Linked DNA regions of Mus musculus: region 1 is linked to region 2. Evidence: chromatin contacts called from public Hi-C data. All regions are on one chromosome and are shown on one strand. Each heading gives the region's core, a stretch centred on a gene start, on an enhancer-like site or on the middle of the called end of the contact. The rest is flanking DNA. Distances are from core to core; before and after follow the strand shown. Region 1 has its middle 22 kb from the start of Gm40948. Region 2 has its middle 57 kb from the start of Gadd45g.

What was found. Hi-C and Micro-C count contacts between places; a contact is called where the count stands out from the background.
Region 1: a contact with region 2 is called in a Hi-C map of liver, with 4 times the contacts expected there. The contact joins two enhancer-like sites. A contact is called at or near these places in 1 of 39 promoter capture datasets (liver), 8 of 484 Hi-C or Micro-C datasets (cardiomyocytes, liver, myocytes and 2 more) and 4 of 115 datasets of contacts at active chromatin or transcription factors (bone marrow-derived macrophages, cardiomyocytes, kidney and 1 more).

Annotation. Positions count from the first base shown.
Region 1 is chr13:52,058,889-52,063,671 of GRCm38.p6, forward strand. No RefSeq gene overlaps it. Among named protein-coding and RNA genes, the nearest start is that of Gm40948, 22 kb to the right of the region's middle. Within about 2 kb of position 2,768, at least 138 of the 459 cell types and tissues checked have an H3K27ac peak or open chromatin away from gene starts, as enhancers often do. A contact at or near this core is called in kidney and liver, where this site is marked.
Region 2 is chr13:51,901,439-51,906,246 of GRCm38.p6, forward strand. No RefSeq gene overlaps it. Among named protein-coding and RNA genes, the nearest start is that of Gadd45g, 57 kb to the left of the region's middle. Within about 2 kb of position 1,688, at least 126 of the 459 cell types and tissues checked have an H3K27ac peak or open chromatin away from gene starts, as enhancers often do. A contact at or near this core is called in kidney and liver, where this site is marked.

The DNA of each region.
Region 1 (4,783 bases), core at 1,518-4,017, 160 kb after region 2:
TGAATGCATAACTTTCCCATGGGCCTAGCCCATGTCGTCTGTGAATCTGAACTCGTGTCCAAGGATTGTTAATACACATAGAACACTTGATAAGCTTGGTGCATCTCATACCAACGTTCAGAGTTCTAAAAACCCACACAGAAAAAAAAAAGAGCTTTGAGGACTGGGATACCAGGCAGGGGTTAGGTTTCACATGGCTTTCACATTTCTGAGCACAGAAGATTGTCTGTGACACATGTAGGGAGCCCTTTATCTCCCAGGGACTCCCACTGTGTGAGTCAAAAGATCTGAGCCAGTGCAATAGTACACACCTTTAACCCCAGCACTCAGACAGATCTCTGAGGCTCAAGGCCAGCCTGGTCTCCATAACCAGTTCCAGGGCCAGGGCAGGCAGGGCTGCAGCGTGAGACCCCGAGAAGCTGCCTTCCTTCTCTCTAGATCTTTTTGGTATGGATGGACATATATGTGTTCATGTGGATGTGTGCATGTGTGCGCGTGCACACACACACACACACACACACACATGTAGGCTGGAAGTAGATAGCAAGGGTCTCCTGTAATTGTTCTGAATCTCTTTTTTTGTTGTTGTTTTTGTTTTTGTTTGTTTGTTTGTTTGTTTTTTGAGACAGGGTTCCTCAGTATAGCCCTGGCTGTCCTGGAACTCACTTTGTAGACCAGGCTGGCCTCGAACTCAGAAATCTGCCTGCCTCTGCCTCCCGAGTGCTGGGATCAAAGGCGTGTGCCACCATGCCCAGCTTGTTCTGAACCTCTTAACTCATCAATTAGGCTGGGATGGCTAGCCAGCAAGCTCCAAGAATCCATCCTTACCTCTTCAAATCCTGGGACTACAGGTATGCATGCCCTGTGCCCAGTTTTTTATGTGGATGGTGGAGATCTGAACTGAGACTCTCATGTCTTTGTGGTCTATTGTTGTCCTCACTGCTATGACAAAACTCTTAACCGGAGCTACTTAGTAAGGTAAAAAAGCGTCTATGTTGGCTTATGATCTGAATGCAGAGTGCACGCATGCGCGCCTGCGTGCTTGCGTGCGTGCGTGCGTGTGTGCCCTGAGAAACAGCTCACGTTGCATCAACAATCAGGAAGTTACAGGGCGAGCATGCTGCTGCGACTTATTTTCTGTTCTGTTCTCCTCTTCATTCAGCCTGGGACCCCACCCCAGGAAATGGTGCTACCCACATTTAGGGTGACTCTTCCACCACACGAGGCAAGAATTTTATCCACGGAGCTGTATCTTCAGCCCTGAGAACACACATCCCTCACAACTTACAGTGCCACTCCTGGCACAGAGTCCGGGCTTTGAGGATGACTGTACTAAGGAAAAGGATGAGGGGTCACATGGCGTGAGGCCCTCCCGTGGTGAGCGGGGGATGCCTGTGACCTTTTGTGGCTGCAGGGCACCTGGGTCTGGATTGTTTATACTTGTGAGCTTCAAGGTTTACAAGTAGCCATGTGGGGTGAACTTGACCCCCACGCACCGGAAGAACTTGAGGGCATAAACAGCAAAGCGTCCATTTCCTGGACATCCCCTCCCTGCCCACTCCAGGTTCAGCAACAGTGCAGCCACCTGGCTGCTCCCAGAGGCTTCCTCCTGCTTTATGACCCACTTTTATGGATCTGGTCACAGCAGCTCCATCCTCGGAGCTGAAACGGCTTTCCCTCACGTGACCTGCCCCCGCCAGTAGTCTGTACTCTGGACCTTCCTGCCTTTGATGGCAATTAGGATAGAATGTGAGCACGGTTGCCTCTAAAAACCCGACGTTAATAATTCTCCAGGGTGGAAGGAAGCCAGGCTCTGCATCCCCAGGAGGGTTGACTTCGGATTAGACGACCTCTGAAATGGGGCAGAGAGCCTCTGGGAGCATCTGAACCTTGGCAGGGTTTCCGTGTGCTTTGCTTCTGTCTTTCCTGGAATAGTGTTACCATGGCAAGGGGCCTGTGCAGCTTCTGGGAAGATAGCAGAGGCTTCCTGGTATCATCTGCCTGCAGGAAATAGTCAAGACTGGATATTGGGATGCTGGGGCTAGATTCCCACCCTTCGGAAGATCTGACGCCGCTCCCCCCCCCCCCCCAGATACTGGATTGTTGTGCTCATCAACAAGGCAGGGGTTGGGGTGGGATGGGTGCTCAGGACTATCTTGGTAACATTTGGGCCATTCATACCGGAAGCTCATGCACACACAGTAGCTCCCTGTCTTAGTTAGGGTTTTACTGCAGTGTACAGACACCATGACCAAGGCAACTCTTATAAGGAAGACATTTAATTGGGGCTGGCTTATAGGTTCAGAGGTTCAGTCCAGTATCATCAAGGCAGGAACATGGAGACATCCAGGCAGGCATGGTGCGGGAGGAGCTGAGAGTTCTACATGTTCATCTGAAGACTGCTAGCAGAATACTGGTTTCCAGGCAGCTAGGATGAGGGTGTTTTAGCCCACACTCACAGTGACACACCTACTCCGATAGGGCCACACCTTCTAATAGTGCCACTCTCTGGGCCGAGCATATACAAACCATCGCACTCCCCGTACACCAGATCATCTAACTGATGAAAGCCTTGTAGGCATCCTAAGGGAAGTCCTCTGGCCTCTTGACTCTGGCCAGTAGAAGTTTGAATTGCTGTAGGCTCAGCCTGGAGCTCCTATCCCTAGTGCATTCTTGTTCACCACCTCTGCCCTGGCTCTATATGGCCTCTGACTCTCAGTTCCTCTTCCTGCTAGCCTGTGGGATAAACCTCCATGTGGCCCTCCTTGAGCTGCAGGGTTTGCAGGGCTTGACTACAGGAAGTGCTGGGGTGTCACTGTCCTCCTGTGGTGTTCCTGTAGGAAGGGGCTGAGGCCTTGGCTAATGGTTATAATTTTGCAGTATCAGTTCCCACTGTCAGTGCCTGGGAGTCTTTTTATTTGAGGCTAAGGGACAGCTGTGTCTGGGACCTGTGAGGACAAGGAGAGGCTGAGAGATCCTTAGAGGAGACCACGACCAAGGCAACTCTTATAAAATGAGGCATTTAATTGGGGGCTTGCTTACAGCTGCAGATGTTTAGTCCATTATCAGCATGCCAGCAAGCATGGCACCATAGAAGCAGGGGCGGGGCCGGAGAAGGAGTTGAGAGCTACGTTCTGATCTACCAGTCAGATAGGGAGACTCTGGCTTGGTGTGGACTTTTTGAAACCTCAAAGCCCATCCCTAGTGACACACTTCCTCCAACAAAGCCACACCCCCTAATTCTTTCAAATAGTGCCCTGCCCTGGTGACTAAGCATTCAAATAGATGAGTCTATGGGGACCATTCTTATTCAAACCACCACAGATATAAACTGAAGAAAAGTAAATGGGGGCGGGGATACCCCTTAAGACCTTCACTAAAGATTCCAGGTAATATCCCCAGGAGCCACAGAATGGAGTGAGCTGGTGGGGAGAGGCAGCCCAGGGGTGCATGAAGAAGATGACTCTATATGATGATATTTAGGTCCAATAAGATGAAGGTCCCATGGCCCTAGAAACTTTCTTGTCTCCAGAAATCAAGACTGGAGGACAGAGTTCTGGAAGACTACAAGAGCATCTTGAATTCCAAAGTGTCTTCTCAAACATGCAAGCTTCCACGTGGAGAAGGAGGAATGGCTACCAGCATAGTGTGTGGCCTTGGGTACTGGAACGGATGACTGCTCATGGGATTCTCCTCTGAAGTGTCTATGTAGTGAACTCCCGTCTGCATAGATGTTAGGACTCAGGGAGGACAGGGCCATCTCCAGGGGTGGGAAGAATTTTCACAGTAAGGAACTGAGAATATTCACTTCAAGGCATAGCCTCACACCCACTCTCTGCCTGGTCTCTTTTTTTAACTCCAGAGTGCAAGGGCAGGTGTCAGGTGCAAGGGCAGGTGTCTGCTACAAGGGCAGGTGTCAGGTGCAAGGGCATCAGAGATTGAAAGTGAAGCACTAGGTCCTATCTTCACTGGGATAATTACTTTCCTGTATACTGATGAGTGAACATGTGGTATATTTACACAGCAGAATACCACTCAGCTGTTAAGACACATAAAATTATGATAATTCTCAGATAAATGGAGGGGGCTTGAAACACTCATTCTGAGTGAGGTAACCTGAACTCAGAAAGTCAACTGACACAAGTTTTCTCTCATTTGTGGATGTTAGCTTTGGATGTTCAGATATGCATGCTTCATTTGGAATGCCCATAGAGACCAGGGAATTAGTAAAGGGACATGGGGATGAGTGTGGTTCAAGGGAGGAGAGATAGGACAAAGTGGTATAAAGGTTAAGGGAGAATAATGGGACAGGAAGAGTTGAGGTGGGGTTGGGAAAGCAGGATACAGGTAGAAGTCTAGGGAGAAATAAATATCACTAAAGACATTTAGAAAAAAGTCATATGGAAGTCTACCCATTACTTACTGTAGATACTTATTGAAGCACACACACACACACACACACACACACACACAGAGAGAGAGAGAGAGAGAGAGAGAGAGAGAGAGAGAGAGAGATAGTTTTTCTATAACAAAGTGGCAATAGCCCCACTAAGCATTACAGGCTAACACATTAAAAGGCCAGTGTCAGGAATGGGTTGCCACGTTGACTAGTGAGGTCCCCGAGTCTCCCAAATATAACGGGCTACTGCCAAAGCTCTTCATTGTGCTCCAGAACTTGATGGTAAGACCTTATTGCTGAAGATGTCACATATTTGACTCACAGAACGTGAAGCTATCAAGCTGGTAGATCTGGAAGCTTTGCCCCTACCACCTAGCTTACATG
Region 2 (4,808 bases), core at 438-2,937:
GTGAGCCACCATGTGGTTGCTGGGATTTGAACTCATGACCTCTGGAAGAGCAGTCAGTGCTCTTTCTTAACCACTGAGCCATCTCTCCAGCCCTCAAAAAACTTTAAAAAAAATTATTGGATTGTACTCCTGTTTGTTTTTCTTCCCTGGACATCATTTCGATCATGGAAGGAGGCTGGGGAGATGTCACAGCCAGTGCAGTGCTTGTCCAGAAGCATGGGGACCCGAGTTCAATACTCATCATCTACATAGAACACTGGGCATGGTGGTACATGCTTGTAGTCCTGGAGCTGGGGAGGCCGACACAGGCTGGTTGCTGGGGCTTGGTGGCCAGCAGGTTTGGCCTATTTGGTGAACTCCATGATAATAGTATAAGGTCCTGTCTCAAAGCCAAATGAACAAAATAAAAACCATGTAGGTATTGCTTGAAGAATGCTGACACCTGAGGCTGACCTCTAGTCTTCGAATGCACTGACCCACATACATGTGCACACACATAAATACACACAACACACACACACACCACAGTGGATATGGAAACTGCAGCAGGCTTCACTGCTCCAAGGCATGTGTGAGTTCTCTGTGCTAGGCCCATGCATTTGACAGGGTTAGGGATGATTCTTATTAGCAGCTTAATGAAATCCCATATCACAGTGGGGGCACCAGTCAGGATGTCTTAAGTGGTCACACAACCTCCTCCAACCTAGAAAGAACTCCAGGGTTCACCAGAGCCTGTCCCTTGCCTTGTCACCTGGCGGGAGGAAGAGAAGAAGGGCCATGAACCAGAAACCCACCCCAACAGAGCAAGTCATCTTCCTTTAGGTTGCCTTTAGCATTTAGTGATGCTGTCTGTGACTAAAGCACACAGCTTGAACTTTGTCCAAAACAAAAAAAAAACAAAAAAACAAAAAAACAAAAAAACCAAAAACTCTCAGAAGTGGAGATTGTCCCTTGACTGTGTCTGTCCCAACACCCAGGGACAAAGACAAGGAGCCCTGAAGGCATCGGAGCCCTGCCTGATGGCTCCATCTTGGCCATCAGGACTGCACAGAAAAGATCTTATGTGCTTTGTATCATCTGCCAGCAGCTGCTGCGGTGCGGACACCATATGCTCCCGCATGCATGCCAGAGAGCTTTGTGCTCAGGGTTTGTTCCACAGATAGAGCACAGGGACTTGGGACACACCCAGGCGATGGGGGAGAAGGAGCACACAAAGATGAACCCCTAGAGGGATGTTTCCACAGAGACCTTTCTTCTGCAGATTTCTGTCCCCCTGGCCATGACTGTGCGGACGGACGGACCCAGGGCAGCTCCTGGGCAGATCTGTTTTCTGCAGAGCTGCTACAGTCTCCACCCAACTCTTTGAGGCAGAACACAGTGTAATCACGCAGAGCCTGCTCAACCTCTTGTCGCCAGGATTCTTCTTTCTCGTTCTGTTATGCTAAACCTGACATTTGTCACCAGTAAAGGGCTCTCGGCACCAGGCACCAAGGCACTTGCGCACATATCTGAAGGTCGGTGAATGCTGAGGTTCCTGCCTGGCTCCGGGACAAACCTTGAGTGTCACTGGGCTTCCGCCAAGGGAGAGCTGAGCCAGAGCCCGAGTGACCGAGATTCAGGAGGGCAGCCAGGAATGAGTGAGCAAACCGTCTATGGAGTGGCTTCTTCTTAGGACAAACAGAGCACAAATTCAATGGAGGAAAAGAAGGCAAACAGCCCCTCTGGCTGCCCGCCCTGCTAGAGGCAGCCACCTCTTCTGCTAATTGAAAACAAAAGGAGAGAGTTGTGAAATAGGCTCCAGGGCAATCAATGCCTCAGTGCCTCTCTCTCTCTCTCTCTCTCTCTCTCTCTCTCTCACACACACACACACACACACACACACACACGCACGCACGCACGCACGCACGCACACACACACACACACACACAGAGCTCAGGGCTCTTGACTATGCGCAAACCTGCATACACTGCCCTTTGGGCCAAGTACGTTGCAGCAGCAGCACCCCCCCCCCCAAGCCCCTGCACATTGCACAACACAGTCCTGTCATCTGTCGCTTTGCTGAGGGGCCCTTAGGGAAAACAGAGGCAGCTGACACTGGCCATCTGGAAGTCGTCCTCTTGGGGTCCTGTTGCTGCTGTTGGAGGTGCTGGTTGGGCTCCTGTGCACTGAAAACTGTGATGTCCCCATTGCCAGCCACTGCTCCCAGTCTCTCTGGCTGCCCAGACTGCACGGGGGCACAAGCATGTGGTTTTTGGTACCCCACCCCATCTTAGGGTATCTTGCTCTGCCATGTATTTTAGCTGGGTGACTGTGACCTCAGAGTCCTCCTGATGCTCTGGCCAGTAGCTGAGGCCAGATACACAGGAGCTCTGAGCTGTCCCTAGGGGACTTCAGAGAAAAGTGTCCCATAGGGGCTGTGTCTCCTCCTCCCACCCCTCCAATACTTGGTACTGCATGGGTACACACAGGCCCCTCTCCTGTGCCTTGCCCCTGAGTGCACAGGTTTTGAGAAGTCACTGAAACTGCTATGTATCCTTTGCTCCTGCCTGGTTCTTTAATTGTTACAAGCAGAGACCTGGAGAACCTGTCTCCAGACAGCAAGTGAATGGACCATTACCATCTGTGTGGCCCAACGCTCCTGAGGCCTTCACTGCTCAGCCCCAAGACTGCATGAATGTCCAAACAGGCCTGTCTCTTATCCTTGGAACCCCACAGATTTGTACCCCAGGGCACTGGGGGTCTGGGAGTGGAGAAGAGACACAAGACCTTTACAGGACTCTGTTTTGTTTTGTTTTGTTTTGTTTTTTTGTTTGTTTGTTTGTTTTTGCAACAGGGTCTTGTGTAACCTAGGCTAGGTCCAATTCACTATGTAGGGTGATTTTCAACTTCAGATCATCTTGCCTCAATTCCTAAGTGCTGGAATTACTGGCATGGACCCCCATTTGGTGTGGCCAGTTATTATGTGTTGCTGGGGATGTAGCCTACTATGATGCATGCTAGGCAGCCACTTGACCAAGAGGCCACATCTCAGCCCTCAGCCCTGCACAGGACCTAGAGAAGCCTTTTGAGATGGTCCACATCCCAAGACTAGTTGGGATGTCAAGACCAAAGACCTAGGACTAAGTCCCTCCAACATTACACCCAGAAATGGGCTTAAGAATCACTGGACCTGCTACAGACACCCCTCCTCTCTCCTCGGGTCATAAGCAGCCTCTGAAGTTCCCCATCCAGCTGTGTCCCTGGGCCTTATGGATGCTCAGGAGGTCCCAGAGGGACAGGCCACTTCTTGTCTCCTGTCCCCAAGTTGCCACTGGCCTACCAGGGCTGGAAGAAAGCAGAAGGGCAGAGAGCTTTCTGCCTGGATGTTACCAAAGGTGTGTGGTTTCCAAGTCTGCCTGCCGTGCACCTTCTGTGTGGCTGTCCCTCTGGGCTGTGTGTGTGGGCCCAAGTGATCATAGGGTGGATTTCCCACTGGTGGCACAGGGCCCTAAAAGGTTGTCAGTTTCCAAAACAAGAGCATCTCACCTGGTGTTCAAGGACCTCAGAGTTGGGGAGTCACCTTGTTTGGCAGGCATCTCTGATGCCTGTTGTGAGGCCTTGGGCAAAGCAGTTAACCTCTCCAGACCTTGCCCTTTCACTGGGATGCAATTGCATTTGTTAACAGGCTTTTCTGAGAACTATGAATGCTTTGAGTGAGCCTGGACTATGAGAACTCTGGGCACAGTCGATGATAACCACTCCTCATTCCTTACAGGCAAGAAAGGCAAATGAAGCAGCTGTTGGGAGGACAGGAGCAATGGCCCGGGGCCTCCTGCAACCCCTGACATGGGACCAAGCAACCGCGGTGAGAAAAACGTGGACTCTCCTTTCTGCACGTGCTCCTTGCATCCTAGCACCCATGGGTGCAAAAAGCCGGGCTGCAGGTATGAGGAACAGAGTGCTTGCACCAGACCAGGCCACCAGGTGTGCAGTGACTTTTGGCTGATGGGGGGTTTTGAAATGCAGGAGTCAGCCTTGAGCTGAGCAGGGTTTACTGGAAGGAGTGACTTTCAGGGTGGGGGTGGGGTAGGGGAAGGTTGTCAGCTAGGCTTGGAAATCCAGAATGTGACAGCTGGGGAGATGGGAATGTATGAGGGTAGCCAGAGGGCAATCAAGGCAGAGGGACAGCCTTGAGAGAAAGTAGAGGCTGCTGGAAAAAATGGGTGAGCAAGCAAGCAAGCAAGCAAGCAAGCAAGCAAGCAAACAACCAAAAACCCTGCACCATGCTTGATGGCCCACAGGACTCAGGCTCTGACTGGTCAGAACCAAGCTGAACTCTAACCCCTGACTTCAATGTTTCAAGGGTTAGGCTTTATTCTCTCAGCCCTAGGAAGGGTGCCCCAGCCTCCTGGGGGTATAGTTCACAACTCCTAGAGGTGGCTTTATGGGACCCCTTAGTAAAGAGTCAGGTAGGTTTGAGCCTGGCAATCTGCATTGTCACCCCTCTTTCCCCAAAATTGCCTTACTTGAGCAATGAATGAGGCAAGATGGATTAGGGTCCCCACTAGGGGTGTAGTCTATATCTGATCTGTTCAGACCCTTCAAAGATGAGGGACTGGCATTTTCTATTGGAGGCCTCTCTCTCAAGATGAATGCAGAGAAGGTCCCTCCCTCCCACTCCCATCCCCCATCTGAGCTTTTCTTCTCTGGCTTCAATAACTTAGCTCAGTTTAACCCCTATAGAGGGTGACTTTCTTCTCCTGGCATGCTCCAGGTCACGGTTGGGGACGCATGAAGGATGTGCCACCCACACATTAGACCTAGATTG